Regions from separate parts of the Gasterosteus aculeatus genome. Here region 1 is linked to region 2. The links are chromatin contacts, called in public Hi-C maps. All regions are on one chromosome and are shown on one strand. The core of a region is the stretch at or near the end of the contact, and the rest is flanking DNA. Distances in the headings are between cores, read along the strand shown.

Region 1 (3,419 bases), core at 870-3,369, 45 kb before region 2:
CTGTCCCTTATCAGGTCGCTGAAGGCGTAGTCCATCGGGGGCCTGAAGCCCAGCGTGGGCATCAACCCGCTGGTGGAGTAAGGCGTCATGAAGGCCAGTCCCCGGCTGTGCGCGGAGTACGCCAGCCGCAGCGGGTTCAATCCCAGGTGGGTGCCCAGGGAGTAGGCGCCGGGGTCGGCGGTGAAGTGCGGGGAGTTCGGCTGCAGGGGGGAGAACGCGGAGCGGTTGCTGAGCGTCATGGCTCCTGGCAACATGGGCCTCGTCGGCGTGGTCGTGGACGCGGAGGACGGAGGAAGCTGCTGCGCGCTTTGGAGCACCCGCTCGGCCGTCCATGTCTCGTCCGCCCCGGCCTTGTTGGAGCCCTGCGCGCCGCCGCCGCCGCCGCCGCTGTTGTTGAGGATCTGCTCGATGGCCTGCACCACGTCCTTACCGCAGCCCTGCAGGACGAGCTCCAGGACGCTGCGCTTGTGGCTCGGGAACACTCGGGTCAGGATGTCGATGGCGTTCATGTGGCGGGAGGCCGCGGAGGACGGGGACGGCTCCTGCTCGTCCTTGTCGGTCTCGGAGCCGGAATCGGAGCCGAGGGAGCTGACGGAACGGGGAGTTTCCCCTCCGTCTTTCAGAGGCTTGGAGACCGGCGAGCTTATGAAAGACTCGCTGTCTCCGTTCTCGGAACCCGAGCCTCCGTGTCGGCCGTCCGGGGAAGAGATGCCCGGGGCCGAGTCGCTCTCGGTGGACGCCGGTTTCCCGGAGTTCTGCTGAGATGCGGCGGATCCGGAGAGCTGACTCTTCGGAAACAGCTCGTACTTCTGGACACTTGAATCTGTTGACACAATCAACATCACAGACTGTAAGATTGGGATGGGGGGGGGGGGGGGGGCAGGTTGGGGGGAGCAACATGTGCCAACATATGGATGTATGTGGATATGGATGTAAACTTGAGTGACAGTAAATGAATCATGAATCATGTCTGTTTAACGTTTGGCTTCAGTACAAAAATCATCGATTATGCGCATTTAACAGCCTATAATGCCAAACAACAGACAGCATCTTTGTATCAGGTGCATATTGCAAGCTCAACCGAATAGACTGCAGCAATTAGATACAAATACACAGAACAATGAGCCCTTTATGATCATTTCCACGTCTCTTATTCTCCCATTCATTCAGACTCGGTCAGAATGGAAAATAATAATAACAATAGCGTCTATCGCTCATTCTTGCGCTCACCTGAGTTGCTCTCGCTGTTGACGCAGGTGAACACCTCGTAGTTGGGACGCGGCGGGATGATGCCGTTGGCGGCGGCCAGGGCGAGTCCCTCCGCGGTGCCGTAGAGGAGCTGCAGCTCCCGCGCCTCGTTCTCCTCCTGCGCCTGCTGCCGCCGCAGCGCCACCTGCGCCGCCATCACCCGCTGCCTCTCGGCGATCAGCGTGCACTTGGCGCACATACAGTCCTTCCAGCGGCAGTAGCGCTTGTGGCCCTTCAGCGCGGACACCACGCCGTGGTTCCTGCAGCGGGCACACTTCGGGGTGCGCGGGTACTTGTCGGAGGCGCGCAGGATGAGCGGCGGGCCGCGCAGGAGGGTGCCGGCCATGGACACCGGGATGGAGGCGCCCGCCGCACTGTGGACTTGAGAGGCGGAGGAGACCGCGGGGTGCTCCTGTCTCAGATCCATGCCCTGGTTCCTCGTTGGTGTAAACTGAACGAATGAAAGAAGAAATGGCCTCTCTTCAGAACGATCTGCTTTAGTTATACTAGTAGTGAGCCGATCGGATCTGTTCAGCCGTTCATCTCTGGGCAAATGGTGAAGTCAACGATGTCGCTGTGTACCAACGAGAATATCGTGCAAAACAAGGAGGAAAAAAAGCAACGCTCGACGGTTTAATGTAAACTGTTTAAATGAGTCTGCAGGAGCGAAAGCACTCAGATACAGTGGAGTTTAAATCCGAGAAGAGCAGCAGCCGAGAGGAGCGACCATTCCTCCCCGATAGAAAGTTTAAAGTGTCCAGGAGGAGAACGAGGTTGCTACTCACCGCAGCCTGAGACACTAACTTCCTCCAGAGATCGACAGTGGATACAGATCCCTCTCACCCCCCCTCTCGATTGTTGCTCCTACGTTTTCATTAGACAAATTTGACAACAATGTGGCGTCTGTCATTGGCCAAAGGAGGAAGGAGCAATCTGATTGGCTTGCCTCTTTTTTTTTTTTTTTTTCTCAACTGTGTCCACCTGAGTTCTTATTCCAAATATCAAGTGTTAAGAATCTGAAGGAAGTTCCGGGAAAGCTAAAAATCGATGCGGTGTATATCCCCCCCAAAAAGATTTTAATAGATTCAAAACAATTGCCCCAGTTTTTGCATGTAAGCAGCTTTATTAGAAGGCCACGTGCTACCAAACAGGGCACTGCAAAAATAAATAATAGCTTTAAAATTATGGGAAATGCTCAACCTTTACAACAACCTTCCATATATTTCTCAAGAAATGTTTAATATCATTTGATGATATTATTGGATGAGAAATCTCTCGTTTTATTACAATTTCCACAGACAGGAATGATATACCTCAAAGTAAAGATGATGCGTAAATGTCTCTCGCGACTCTCATTGTGGGTAAGTATTATTTGTTTTATTGATTCAAAAGGAGGAACAATTTGATCAGTCAGAAAAAGTCTATATTTGAGGAGCGTTATTGACTGCAGACGGTGAAGCAATCGGTTGACTTGCACGGTTCTGGGCTAAAGGAAAACGGAGTATTTAAAACTGTCCAAATTATTCTCGTGGTTGCTATGACAATTGTAACGAACAAATACTTTATATAACCTTGTTTTGTGAAGAGTATTCATGAGAAAAAAAGCTTCGATTAAAATGTTATTTTTGGATGCAGCCCATGGGGATTTTTTTAAATGTGGACATATTGTTTGGTTAGCCTCATCAAAATGTCTTTGTATGGAGCCTAGTTAATGTGTTCCAAATAACTTGACATTGTCTCAAAGGAAACTAATTCATAATCACGATTTTTTGGGCTTTGATAGATCGTCAACAAGGAAAAAAATGTTTTGTCAAATATTGTTGATATCCAGTCTGCTGCGGCCCGTGTCCCAAATCAGAGCGCGTGCTAAATGCACGTTGACTCCGCCTTTGCGCATAATTACGATTACTATTATTTAAAAAAACAAAAATCATTATTTCATTCATTCATTTACACGCGGATTACTCGAAATAACAGTTTGATTTTTTTTTTAGATTTTAGCCGATACTGTATGTTTATAGATCAACTTATTTTGATTTAATCAACAAATAATATATTATTATGATAATAATGCTTTGATAATATTGTTATTTTTTATTAGTAGTATAGTGTTATTATTCATATTATTCTTACATGTATTCAGAACAAAAATACCCATATTACTCTACTCT
Region 2 (3,498 bases), core at 802-3,301:
ATCAAAGAGAAGCAAAGGTTTCCGTTAAACAGTCACAAGCTCTCTCTCTCGCTCCCTTTCTTCCGTCTCCCTTAGGCACCAGATGCCTTTCTTTTATCCCCTTTTTTTGATGCAACCTTCCCTTTCTTAGCTCTGTAGCCCTGTCTGCATTTCGGTGCCTATATATCTCCCAGCTGCAGAGCAAAGATGGGGCCCAGGCCCGGCCCCGTGGGGCAGCATTGGAGGGGAAATCCCTAGGACAACTGGTCTGGTCACGGACGCCCCGAAACCGGCAGCCATCCCTATTCTACCCTCTACTTCCCTGGCAAACATTTGCTCTCCAGCTTAGCTCAGAAGCTAGCCAGCAACTTACCCCCACACTCTTGTGTGGTAATGCCAATCAGCCCTGCGCACTAGAGATGGGAACAAAAATAAGAAGGTAGAGAAGGGCCGTGGGGGGGGGGGAGATGGGGGAAAAAGAAGGCAGAGAAAAGGAGGGGCAAGGGCAGTTCCCTGAGAGCCACAAGGCAAAGCAGCAGCCTTTGGCAAAGACAAACAAGAAGATAGGAGTCTATCCCTATTGATATGCACAAGCAGGGACCATCGGCTAGTCTTCAGCTAAGACAAAGGGAAGAATGGGGAGAAGAAGGTGCTCTGTGGTGGAGTCCATATGTGTCTGTGAGTGGACACAGTATGAGTGGAAAGGGGAGTCAGGCGGACTGAAAATGGTGTTACATCTTTGTTGCATTACTCTTATGATGACAGAAATACACTCACCCCCTCTAGTTTGTGTCACACAAAAAAAATGAAAGAATCGCAAACTAACTGCTTGTTTTTTTTATGACGAGCGTCACAAGTTTCTCTATAACATCTTTTCTGAGGTCATCCACAACTACTGTGTACCTGCAGCTCTCCACGCTGGCTACTGAACCCCTTTAAATGGGCCCCTGCATAGTGTGCATACATGGTTTAATTACATATTACTTCTCAGCACATTGGCATTACAATCCTACGACAAGGACAGACGCCCGCGCTCTAAAGTAAACACATAAAGAGCGCGGTGAACGTGGGGCAAACAGAGTCCAGATCCATGCAGGTTAAAGTTGTGGGCCTCATTTTCACTGCAGGGGGGCCTTGAGATGCCTAAAGACAAGCATGCGTAAGGAAAAGACCACGACATGGAGGCCTGTTTAAGCCCACATTGTCCCCTCTCCATCCCCTACGGCCTCTTACAGCACCCCCACCGAGCCAACAGTCCTTTGCCTCCTTTCTGTGTCCGTGGCTCCCCCCCCCCCTCCCACACGGCGGGGACCCCTCCCCAGTGTTTGTAATCCCAGCAGAAACACTTAAGTTTCACAGTGGGTGCTCATCAAAACCATCTGCCTTGAGAAGAGGGTGGGGGAGAGATGAGGGAGGGAGGAGAAAGGGGAGAGAGCGACGGAGGAGAGGGAGGAAAGCAGGGAGGCGAGCGGCCTCATCCAGTTCATATGTTGGTCGTACTAATCTGTTCAATTAGCACCATTACAAGGCCGGCAAGTAGCTCGGATTGTTATTAGTGTAATCTTCACCCGCGCCGAGGAGCCGGGTCCGAGGTTCATTGGTTGCGGTGAGCGGGAAAAGAATATAAACTTGGGAGAGACGCCTTTCATTGCAGCTTGAAAGTAAACACTTAGCTGGATTTAAAATGCGGAAAGCATTAAGAGGAAAAAACTAAATTTAAAAAAAATGATGTGAATGCGAGCAGCTCTCGGCCGACATTGCCGACCCCGATCCTGCAAATAATGATTGCTTAACATTAAATCAATAGAAGGATTTCTCTATTTTACTTGATCAGTCTTTGGGGAGCTTATTTCCACTCACCTGTGGCAACGAGCTACCCGCTGTGAATAACAAATGCCTGCTCAGGTCTTCCTCAGAGGGCAAGTACAGGGCAGTAATATACGGTGTGTGTGTGTGTATCTGCAGGGGAGTGCTGATCTGAACTCACAAGGGGCCAAAGATTGACACTGACACACACACACACACACACACACACACACACACACACACACACGCCTATATAGGAAAGCGTGCATGCACACACACATATATATATTTTCATGCAGTTCAAACCCACTTGCAGCTGTAATAGTAATAACCGATGGACACTGGGACGCACTGCCCTCATTCTGGGTCCAGTATGAGTTACTATAAATATTTCATCGCCTGCCGGATCTACTGTTTAGTTTCAGGAGAGGAAAACGGACGGTACTCTGTCTCTCTCTGTTGCTCCTGCATGTCTAGATCAAACAATCTTCGCTATTTAAACCTCTTCCTAGACTGCTGAGGGACAGAGAGACCGATGCAGGGGGGTGGGAGGGGAGGTTGTACCAGACTGCAGCTGTGAGAGTAATTATGCGCTCTGAAATGTGATCATTTGTGATGAATAATGAATCGATGGCTGAGATAGACTAGCAATGTTTGGCAAATGGAATGAAAGCAGTGTTAAGGGAAACTAGACTCAGGTACGATAATAGTATTTATGCGTGAGAGTCTGTGGGTGAGTTCCTGAGAGCGTTTCCGTGCCTCTGTGTCTCCGTGGATACTAGCATGCATAGAGTGTCATACCTCCTGTATGGTTCTGGAGCCGGGGAAGTTGAGACTGTAGTCCCTCTGGGCCTCGCGGTGGCTGATGACCAACAGGAAGTTCTGATTTAACGAATCTTGGAGATCACTAAACGAGGAGAGGAACAAAATTAAAATGGTAAGAAATAGGATTGTACAGTATGACATCAAAAAAAGGAAAAGAAATTATGCAGAAGAGGAATATGGACTACGGGAGAAGTTATGGAAAAACATCATCACTAAGAGCCACTCAGTCAAGTATGGGGCGAGCTGAAACTTGTCAACTAGTGGTAAGCGGCTGGCCCACAGGGAGGTGGTGTCTCCTCTGGGGGGAAGAGTCGCCCACTTCACTGGTTGTGTCTTAACAAGCCTGGCCGGTGCTTCGCTCAGCACAGCAGGCAGCAACAGCCACGACCACCTGCACTGTAACAGCATGGAGTCCATCAATCTGCCTTATTGCCATTCAACCTGGAGGCCATTATGAGAGAAGCCCAGGAGGCCCTTCAGCACCTTCCTCACTACAGACCAAAAGATGCCCTCCAGGCAAGATTTGACTGCAACCAACAGCGGCCCAGACACTCGTTGACCAACTCCCGACAGCTCAGCCCTCCTCGCTGCGCCAGTTTTCTGGCTTCCACCTTTTGTCACAGAGTGGAGACAATTAGGAACGTAAGGGACAATCAACTACTTTCATTCTCAGGCCAGAGGGGAAAATGATGACGCGAAGAGGCGTCATTGTGCATTAAGACAAACCTCTTTAGCAGACGCCGTCGGATGTACTGCTGTACTGCATTTATTATTGTTACATCAATTAAAAGTCATGTCAGTTCCTTTCAATTACCGGCTACTACCTCAAGATGTTTCTATGGTTACCTATTCACCAATGTGTATAATCCAAGCTACTATGAATGCATC

Evidence for each region. A called contact is a pair of places that touch in the nucleus more often than the background predicts.
Region 1: a contact with region 2 is called in a Hi-C map of tail fin, with 4 times the contacts expected there. The contact joins the promoter of dmrta2 here to the enhancer-like site in region 2. A contact is called at or near these places in 5 of 6 Hi-C or Micro-C datasets (blood and trunk muscle, skeletal muscle, tail fin and 1 more).

Annotation. Positions count from the first base shown.
Region 1 is chr8:17,066,457-17,069,875 of fGasAcu3.hap1.1, reverse strand. It overlaps dmrta2 (DMRT-like family A2), which reads right to left and starts at 2,119. Exons shown (of 2, transcript XM_040185186.2): 1 at 1,231-2,119; 2 at 1-823. The coding sequence starts at 1,675.
Region 2 is chr8:17,021,759-17,025,256 of fGasAcu3.hap1.1, reverse strand. It overlaps faf1 (Fas (TNFRSF6) associated factor 1), which reads right to left. Exons shown (of 19, transcript XM_040184657.2): 7 at 2,587-2,692. Among protein-coding and RNA genes, the nearest start is that of faf1, 14 kb to the right of the region's middle. Within about 2 kb of position 2,051, at least 2 of the 9 cell types and tissues checked have open chromatin away from gene starts, as enhancers often do.